Linked DNA regions of Sus scrofa: regions 1 and 2 are each linked to region 3. A link is a contact called in public Hi-C and HiChIP or PLAC-seq data. All regions are on one chromosome and are shown on one strand. Each heading gives the region's core, a stretch centred on a gene start, on an enhancer-like site or on the middle of the called end of the contact. The rest is flanking DNA. Distances are from core to core; before and after follow the strand shown. Region 1 holds the start of AHSA1 (activator of 90 kDa heat shock protein ATPase homolog 1). Region 2 holds the start of VASH1 (vasohibin-1). Region 3 holds the start of CIPC (CLOCK-interacting pacemaker).

The links. Hi-C and Micro-C count contacts between places; a contact is called where the count stands out from the background. HiChIP or PLAC-seq counts read pairs in DNA pulled down with a chosen protein or histone mark.
Region 1: a contact with region 3 is called in a Hi-C map of subcutaneous adipose tissue, with 2.0 times the contacts expected there. The contact joins the promoter of AHSA1 here to the promoter of CIPC in region 3. A contact is called at or near these places in 3 of 47 Hi-C or Micro-C datasets (liver, skeletal muscle and subcutaneous adipose tissue) and 1 of 2 datasets of contacts at active chromatin or transcription factors (alveolar macrophages).
Region 2: a contact with region 3 is called in an H3K27ac HiChIP or PLAC-seq map of alveolar macrophages. The contact joins the promoter of VASH1 here to the promoter of CIPC in region 3. A contact is called at or near these places in 1 of 47 Hi-C or Micro-C datasets (embryonic fibroblasts) and 2 of 2 datasets of contacts at active chromatin or transcription factors (alveolar macrophages and skeletal muscle).

What each region holds. Positions count from the first base shown.
Region 1 is chr7:100,509,345-100,512,044 of Sscrofa11.1, reverse strand. AHSA1 (activator of 90 kDa heat shock protein ATPase homolog 1) reads right to left here and starts at 1,449. Exons shown (of 9, transcript XM_001928890.6): 1 at 1,211-1,449. The coding sequence starts at 1,290. VIPAS39 (spermatogenesis-defective protein 39 homolog) reads left to right here and starts at 1,881. Exons shown (of 20, transcript XM_003356755.4): 1 at 1,881-2,014.
Region 2 is chr7:99,909,249-99,911,948 of Sscrofa11.1, reverse strand. VASH1 (vasohibin-1) reads right to left here and starts at 1,305. Exons shown (of 8, transcript XM_003128659.5): 1 at 1,184-1,305. LOC106504512 (a long non-coding RNA gene) reads left to right here and starts at 1,492. Exons shown (of 4, transcript XR_001298050.2): 1 at 1,492-2,319.
Region 3 is chr7:100,179,001-100,181,728 of Sscrofa11.1, reverse strand. It overlaps CIPC (CLOCK-interacting pacemaker), which reads right to left and starts at 1,340. Exons shown (of 4, transcript XM_013978333.2): 1 at 639-1,340.

The sequences.
Region 1 (2,700 bases), core at 200-2,699, 330 kb before region 3:
CTGGGACCCTCCGTATGCCACAGGAGCGGCCCAAGAAATGGCAAAAAGACCAAAAAAAAAAAAAAAAGAAAAAAAAAAGAAAAGAAAAGAAAAATCTGCTTTCCTTTCTCAGCAATGATAGTGCTAGGGTGGGAATTTGGTAATTTTACATGGCGCCCCCGTCTGACCAAGTGGAAAACTGTGCACAGCTTGCTGAGGTCAGGAGCACACTACTGTCTAGAGAATGCACTATTGAGCTAAAAGGTCCAGTGAGAAATAAACCAATAATTTTAACCTCATAAGCAGTATTTGACCTGTTAAATTCAAGCGTGCCACAAAATGCTCTACACATTCTGCGCCCTCTAAATAGCTAGAAAATCAATGTTAAGCCAAGGACTTTCAAAGAAACAAAAAAAAATTAAGTCAAGCACATTATGTTAAGAGGAGAAGTGGCGGGCTGAGATACAGAGAAGAAAAACTACCTACCTCCCAACTTACTAAGTAGAGAAAACAGTAAAAAGAACTACAACAAAGTAAAAATAAAGACAGTATGAACAGAGTTCAGTGGACTTAAAAGAAAACATTACTTCCAGAAGATTTCATGAAGAATGGTAGGCTTTCAAGTGGTCAGGTTATAAAACCACGATTGCCCGGCAACAAGGGGCAGTCCCTGTAATTACAATACAATCACTTAACAGTTCCGGGTGAGAGGCCGTGGCGCCTTGAGCATCACTGAACTCTAAGCACCTGCTGAACACGTTCCAAACCTTAGCCTTCTGGAGTGAGGCAGCGGTTCGCTATGACTTACTTTTAAATTCCACCCGTCAGTGGAAAAATAGAAATCCTAACCCTCCGCAGCCTAACCCTGCAATCTCCGAATACAGTCCGCGACGGTTTGGGTCTCAGTGACTTCTCCGGCCACGTGTGGGAAGCACCTCTCTGCCCAGGCTGAATACAGCTGCTAGGGGTTATGTTCTCTTATATCTGAAACCCCTCCTCTGGGGCGCAGCCCTCCACGTCGTACCCCCTGCGCCCCCCTCCGCCAAACTGAAACGGAGACCGGAGAGTAGAGGAACCTGGAACTACGGACCCCCACAACAAGAAACACCCACGCCCATCTCCGGGCAGGTAGGGATGCCTCGGCCCCAGCTTTGTCCCGGCAGAGGTTCCGGGGACCCTGTAACCCCGGCCCTGCCGTAGCGTTCCCGCGGCCTGGCCCGCTGGCCCTCACCAATGCCAGTTGTTGACGTTGGTGGCGTCCGCCCGCTCCTCCACGATCCAGCGTGGGTCGCCCTCACCCCACTTAGCCATCGGCTCGCCTATCGCGCCGCCACCAGCGCCTAAGCAGCCACAGCCACAGCCTCAGGACCGCCCGGTCCCAGCCGCCCGGCAGCGCCTGGAAACTACTAGAAGCGGCCGCAGATCCTCCTAGCTTGCTTTTCCCTCCACCCCCCGCCCCTCCCCGCCTCAACTTCCGGCTCCTCCTCCGTCCTACCGGGTACTTCCGTTCCCCCTCGTCGGACCTTAGCTTCCCACTGCTCTAGGGCTCCTGCTAACTCCTTCGGGTTATCCCGTAAAAGGCCCGAAATGCAACCCTCAACACGACCATTCCCCACCCGCAGAGACCCAAAAGACAAGTCTCACTGTTTCCCTGAACCCTTAATCTGCCCTGTTGAGCCTCATGGGAGTTGTAGTCTTCAGTGACCCTGCAAAATAACCGCGGAAGGTCGTGCAACCTGTAGAGGAAACCTCCTAAGCACGGTGCGCTGGGTGTTCTGGGAGTTGTAGTCATGAGGCCCGGAGTCTGTCCAGGCAGCGTCGGATGATCGAGGCGGCGAGAACTACAACTTCCATAATGCGATGTGGCTTCCTTTTTGACTCATGGTTCCTCCCCCTCTGCGACACCTCCTCCCGCCTCTCTCCGAGACTATCCCCTTCCGCCCCTTTTCTATGTCGCAAAGATTGTGTAGAAAGGCTGGTCCAGCGGCGGAAGAGTCTGGCGCTGACCTGAGAGGGAGGGCTCGGTGTGGAAGAGGTGAGGGTGTCCCAAACCCCTTGGGCCACGTATCTGGCTGAGTTCAGCCTCTCCGCATCCATATCTTCCCCCCTATTCTTTGAGGCGTCCCCAGACCTCCCAGGCCTGACTCTTGTTTCAGTCCCCCTGACCCCTGGGTTGGGAGCCAGTGTACACTCGGTGTTGGGGCTGCGAATGAGCCCGAACAGGTGATTTTGAACGAACTTCTGCCCCACCAGGGTTCTCCTGGGCTCTGGCCGCTTCTGTAGATCCGTGTTTCCTGGACGTGGCCCGTGGAGTCTTCCTAGTTTAAGCCACATTTCCTCGTCTCAGTTCATAGCCGCACCTTTGTAGGCCTGGCTCGGAAGATGTTAAATGAATCCGAATATGACTTCTCAGTAGCTGGCTTCTGGGGTGTTCTGAGGCAGGGAGCGTGTTGGTTGTAGATATTTTGGGGGTGTCCGTTTTCTTTTCCTTATCGTGTTCCTGTTCTCCCCTCGGATCTACTATCCAGTATTGTGGGTTCTCAGTAAACAAGTGACAAGGACAAGCCCTGAAGTATTTTAAGTCGTGCGGAAGCACCTTTCATAGTCACTCTTAAAATTGCACCTGGTGGTTTTATAAATTCTAGAACGATTAAATGATTGTCTTTTTATTTACTGAGTAGATCTTGGTTCTGATTTGATGCTGGAAGTACAAACTAGTGT
Region 2 (2,700 bases), core at 56-2,555, 270 kb after region 3:
CAGCGAGAACAATAACGGACAGCAGTCTCGGCTGGCAGAGGAGAAAAGTCGGAGGGAAACTGAGGCCAGGCGGCTCAGACCAGCGGCCAAGAAAGGGTCAAGGCACGAATGCCCACGCCGACTGGGCGTCCCAGCTCCCAGTTTTGGACAGAAACAAATTCCTCTACAAAATATCGTACGCTCACACCTGTGCGCTCCAGGGTCGGGGACCGAGGCGACTCCAGGCCGCGTCAGCTCGGAGCCCGGACCCCCGGGCCGAAGGGCGGCGAGGGAGCGCGATTTCTCCAAAGGGATGAGTCGGGGAGCGTAGACTCGCAGCTGGCGGGGCGCGCGCCGACGCGCACATTCCACGCCCGCAGCCAACTCCCCGCACAAAGTGGGCTTTGTCTCAGCCCCCTGTCCCCTCGGCCCCGGGAAACAGGAGAGGAGCCCCCAGAATGGGGAAGGGCGCGGCGGGGAGGCGAAGCTGGGAGGGCTAAGGCCCCGCCGGTCCCCAACCCAGCGCGTCTCAGCGGGCGGATGGCGGGCATCCGGCGCCGCGCTGCGCCAGCCGAGCCATCGCGGGGCGCAGGTCCCGCTCTGGGGCCCGAGGCTCAGCGGGGGAGGCTCGGGCGGCGCGTAGGGGCCAGGCTGAGGTCACCGAATGGCGGGCTGCGGCCACAGGGTCGCCGCCCCGGACTGGCTGCAGCATGGGCGGTGGCGCAGCGGAGGCAGGCAAAGGATGCTCGCGCAGCTGTTCGCTCGGGCTCTCGCTTACCGCCACCCCCCACCCCGCCCCCGGCCAAGGGCTGGAAACAGGACCTCGGGGCCGGGAGAGCAAGCCCAGAGGCTCGCGCACGCACGGCTGCAGCTGGAGGCAAGGGACAAAGCCTCAGCAAGGGCAGGGTGCGCTAGTCCCCGGAAAGCAGCCCATAAAAAACTGAATCCACGCGTAGATCGCGGCTCAGCGGCTCGGTGAAGCTCCGGCCACCGCTGCCCCTGCCGCCTGGGGGCCCAGCAGCCGCCGGCTGGGTCCCCTGCCCGCCCGCCGCCCACCCGGCGCGACTCCAGCCCGCGCCGCGCATGCGCTCCGTCCCCCCCTTAAAGGGCCAGTGCGTTCCCGCCCAGCTCTTCGCCTCCCGCAGCCATTCCTCTGCCTCAAGTCGTCTCTAGGACGCGGGTGGGCTTGTGCTCCCCCTCTCACCTCTCGCAAAAGGCCTTGCGACGCCGGTGCAGAGCTGCCGGGGAAGTTTACAAAGTGCCCAACCGAGCGCAAAGTCCACGGAGATTCCGGCCGGGCTCAGAAGGCCGGCGGTCGGGACTTTCCTACGGGAACTGCCTGCCTCGCTGGACTTCTCGGGGTGTAGAAACCAGAGGATGGTTTGGAAACCCAGGGTTCCAGACCGGATTCAGCGTTTGTTTTTCTGTGGGATAACGAATAGATCGCTCCCCTCTGTGGGCCTCGGTTTCCCCCTCAGCCGAGGCCTTCACCCTGGGTGAGCACAGTCCTCTTGGCGCGCGCGTTCCTAAAGAAAGATACTTAGGGGTCAGGGTCACTACCTCTGCAAGCGAAAGGGTTAAAATCACCCTAGCAGCCCCCCCCCCCACCTCCGCCAGTGAGAGCAGGTTGCGCTGGCTTCGCCCTTAGTGGGCCTCCCTGGACCCGGCTCTGGGCGCCCTCGCGCCCACCGCAGGAAGGAGGCTGCCCTCGAGTCCCAGCACCACGAGCCACGGTGCAGGGTCAGCCGGCCCAGAAAAAGGCTAAAGGTCGGCTCGTTGTGCGTGCCCAGGACTGCGGAGGCCCACGGCACCCTCCCCCTCCCACAGAGCGGTAGGCGTGAATTGGGGGCAAAAGCGAAGAACTTTCCTAAGATGTACTAAAATGAGACAGCGGTGGATGCGTGCTTTCCGACTCCTCTCCTCTCCCCCACCAGCAGTTAGTATGAAAAACAGTGTTGAGAGTAAATGCAGATTCCTGGGCCCAGGCAGGCAGATTCAGATTCTTTAGGTCTGTGATTGCCACATGTCCCACTTCCCTTGGGCTGGGACAGAGAAGGCCTCGGGGGAATCCCGAGGTCCTCAGTGATGCCCCATCTGTTCCTTAAAGTTGTTCCTGGTATCTGAATCTTAGGTTCTCTAGCTTCAGTAGCACCCTCTTGCTGCCTCCCATATCAGAAACCAGGTCTGATCATAATGCAAAGGGTCAGTGGATTTCAAGAAAGCTAGTTAAGGGGGGATCCTTTTATGCTGACTGAGGCAGGAAGACTCCAAGCCTGTAAATGCCACCAGGAACCAGCAACTACAACATACTCATTATGCAGATGGAGAAGCCCAGTCTCAGTGAGTCACTTTTTCAAGTTAACACAGCTGATGATTAGTTGAACTTGTTAGAAGGAAGGGGCAGGAAGGAGGAGGCAGAGGCTGGAGCAGTGAGATTGCAGGCACAGTTTATTGACCACCAGAGTGGTCAAGAGCTCTGAGCAAGGAAGATGCAGGCTCCCCTGCAGGGCAGTGCTTGGTTTTTTTTTATAGACAGGGGTCATTTTGTTGAGCCATGTAGTCTGGGGCCTTGAGGCTCTCTTTGTTCTAGGGAACTCAGTCTGTTACATGGGCCTGTTCCATACGAAGGTGTCTGCAGGTCTGGATTCAGCTGGGTTATGCTGATTTTTTTGGTCCTTTTAGGCCTTGTTTCATTTCCCACCTAAGAAAACGGAATTCTTC
Region 3 (2,728 bases), core at 91-2,590:
CCCCAGCCCACCCACACTAACCACTAACTCCTTACTTGGCTCTGCCCACCTTCTCTCCACTTCCCCACCTCCTGGCACCACGCCTGGAAAGGTGGTCACCCTGAAGAAATAACCAGCAAAGTGGGTGACAGCAGGTCTCTGGGAAAGACAGCACACCTGTGCCCCGGGCTCAGAACGGAGCACTATCTCCCATCACCAAATTGGACGCCCAAGACCCTCAGAGGGTTGCCAGCCTTGGCGTCCACTCACCTGCCCGTTCCCTGCCCCTCTGCTCACAGCTCGGCTGGCCTCCAGACTGTCCCCCAACGCCCGGAAGCCCAGCAGGCTGCTGCCCCCAGGGCCAGACCTGAACCCACCGGCCCAAACGGTCTCATCCCATTTCCGCCCCACCCCCACAACCCCCTCCTCACCCGCGATTTCCTCTCCTACGCAGGCTCGACCCTCGCAGCAAAACCAACCAACTGAATGAGGGAGGGACGCACCACCCCCAGGTCCCACCGTTTGGCCCTCGGTCCCCCGAAAGTGCCCACTCTCCCTCTTGCTTACCTCGCCTCCCTTCTCTCCCCTCCTCCCACCTCCTTTCCCCGTGTTCCTCGCTCAAATCCTTTCCCTTTCCCCTCAAGCCTCCCCTTTCTCACCTAGGACCGGGGTCGCCGCTCCACGACCAGACAACTCAGGACTAAGGTGGCGCATGCGCAAGCCCGGCCCAGCAACTCCATGACAACCCCGTCGTCGTGGGATCTCAAGCTATCCCCGGGCCTCCTGCCCATTTCTCCTCCCCCAGCCTCCGCCGCGGGTTTCGCCGGCCACGTGACCCAGCTCGGAGGACCCGGCACCACCGAGACGGCTCATTGGTCTAGAAAGGCACTCGGAGGCGCACGGTGTTCCCGCCCCCTCGGCAAGAGGGCGCCGACACGCCTCTCCGGGAGGGGCAAACGCCCTTACGAGCCGGCGCTCTGTCTTTGGAAGGCGGGAGTCTCTATGGTTGGTTCCGCAGGCCTGGCCGCCATTTTGTACAGGGACCTAGAGCCCTGAGCGGCGGCGGGCGGGGGCGGTTCCGAGGCGGGGCCTGGGGAAGCCGGGCTGCGCCGGCTTCTAGCTGACAAGGCAGGCGGCGTGATTTTCCTGGGGGTGGGGGTGGGGGTTGCCTGGGGGAAATGACTCTTTCGGCTTGTAAGCCAGGACGCCTTTAGGGTTCGGGAGCGTAGCAGGCCATGCTGACTTGCACGCGAGCAAGAGCGGAAGCGGCCGGCGTGGGAGGGCAGGCGGGTAGCCTGGCCTTGTCTCCGCCCGAAGGAGGCTGGCCCGGACCGCCCAGCTCACAGCTCACGTGGTTGCCACGCCTGGCACGGCGGCTGGTTTGCGTTCCCTGCCAGCCCTCCCGGTGCTTCACGAGGCAGCGATGCAATCAGTATTTTTGTCTGCTGATTTCATGTCATTTGATGTATGACTCACTTTGTCCTGTGCAGCAAACCTTAGTGCTGGGTTTCACATGGATTCTCTTTCTCACGCCACTTCTTGAAGTATTACAAGGAGCACATGTGTATTAGCTGAAGAAAAGGTTAAGATCAGTTGAAGTTCTGATGTGCTGAATCAGTGAAGGTTACTTCTTAGACTAGGAAAAACTTCGCAGTTGAAAAAGAGGACATGGGTGAATTTAACAGTGTTAATTAGCCCAGGCAAATTCCAGAGGTACCCTGTCCAGTAGGATAGCCACTAATCATTAGGGGACAATTGAAACTAATTTTTAAACATGCAAAAATTGGGTTTCACATTCAAACTGTCCACTTTTCAAGTCCTCAGTAACCACATGTAGCTAATGGCTACTTTGGGGACAGTGCAGATTTTGTACAGCACATTGCCAGCATCACAGAAAGTTATATTGGAGGGCGCTGATCTAGATGATGAGGCAGGGGGAATCACCCTATGTTGGTAATCCAAGCCTTGCCAAGTTGCGAGCGCTAGGTCATGGGTAATCATGTTAGTCCTCCAGATACAGAGAGTGCTAACACATTACTGGGCATGAATGTATTTATTAGGATAAGGGCCACCAACGAATAGCCTACAGCATGTAAGGCTTTTGTTTGGGGCATGGAGGGAGTGAAAACCATAGTTAAAAATTAGCAAGTCATTAAGAGCCAAGCAGTTTTCACGAATTCTCTTGTGATGCCTGTACAAATTAATGAAGTTGCTGTTAACGTTTCCATTTTATAGAGGAGGGCACTGAAGTTTATGCCGATGATGACGAAACTACTAAGCCCTGGTCCTAAACCATTAAGCCATATTGCCTCATCTTGAGGCAGACTAAAACAGTTTTTGCCTTCAGTTACCTTAGAATCTGGTATGGGGAATAAAGACGTTCTGATAAACAGTATGAGCGAGAATGTGATAAATGCCAGGGGGATCTGAACAAAATCTAGTTAATAAAATCAAGGGAGTAAAGAATAACCTGCTTGTTTTGTTTGTTGTTGGCAGTGGAGAGACCAGAAGGTAAAGCTTTAAGGACAGGTAGAGGTTCCCACAGTGGCTCCAAGGTAACAACCCAACTACTGTCCATGAGGATGCAGGTTGGATCCCTGGCCTCACTCGGTGGGTTAAGTATCTGTGGTGTAGGTCACAGACGTAGTTGGCTTTGCTGTGACTGTGTAGGTCACAGACGTAGTTGGCGTTGCTGTGACTGTGGCAAGAGGCTACAGCTCTGATTCGACCCCTAGCTTGGGAACTTCTG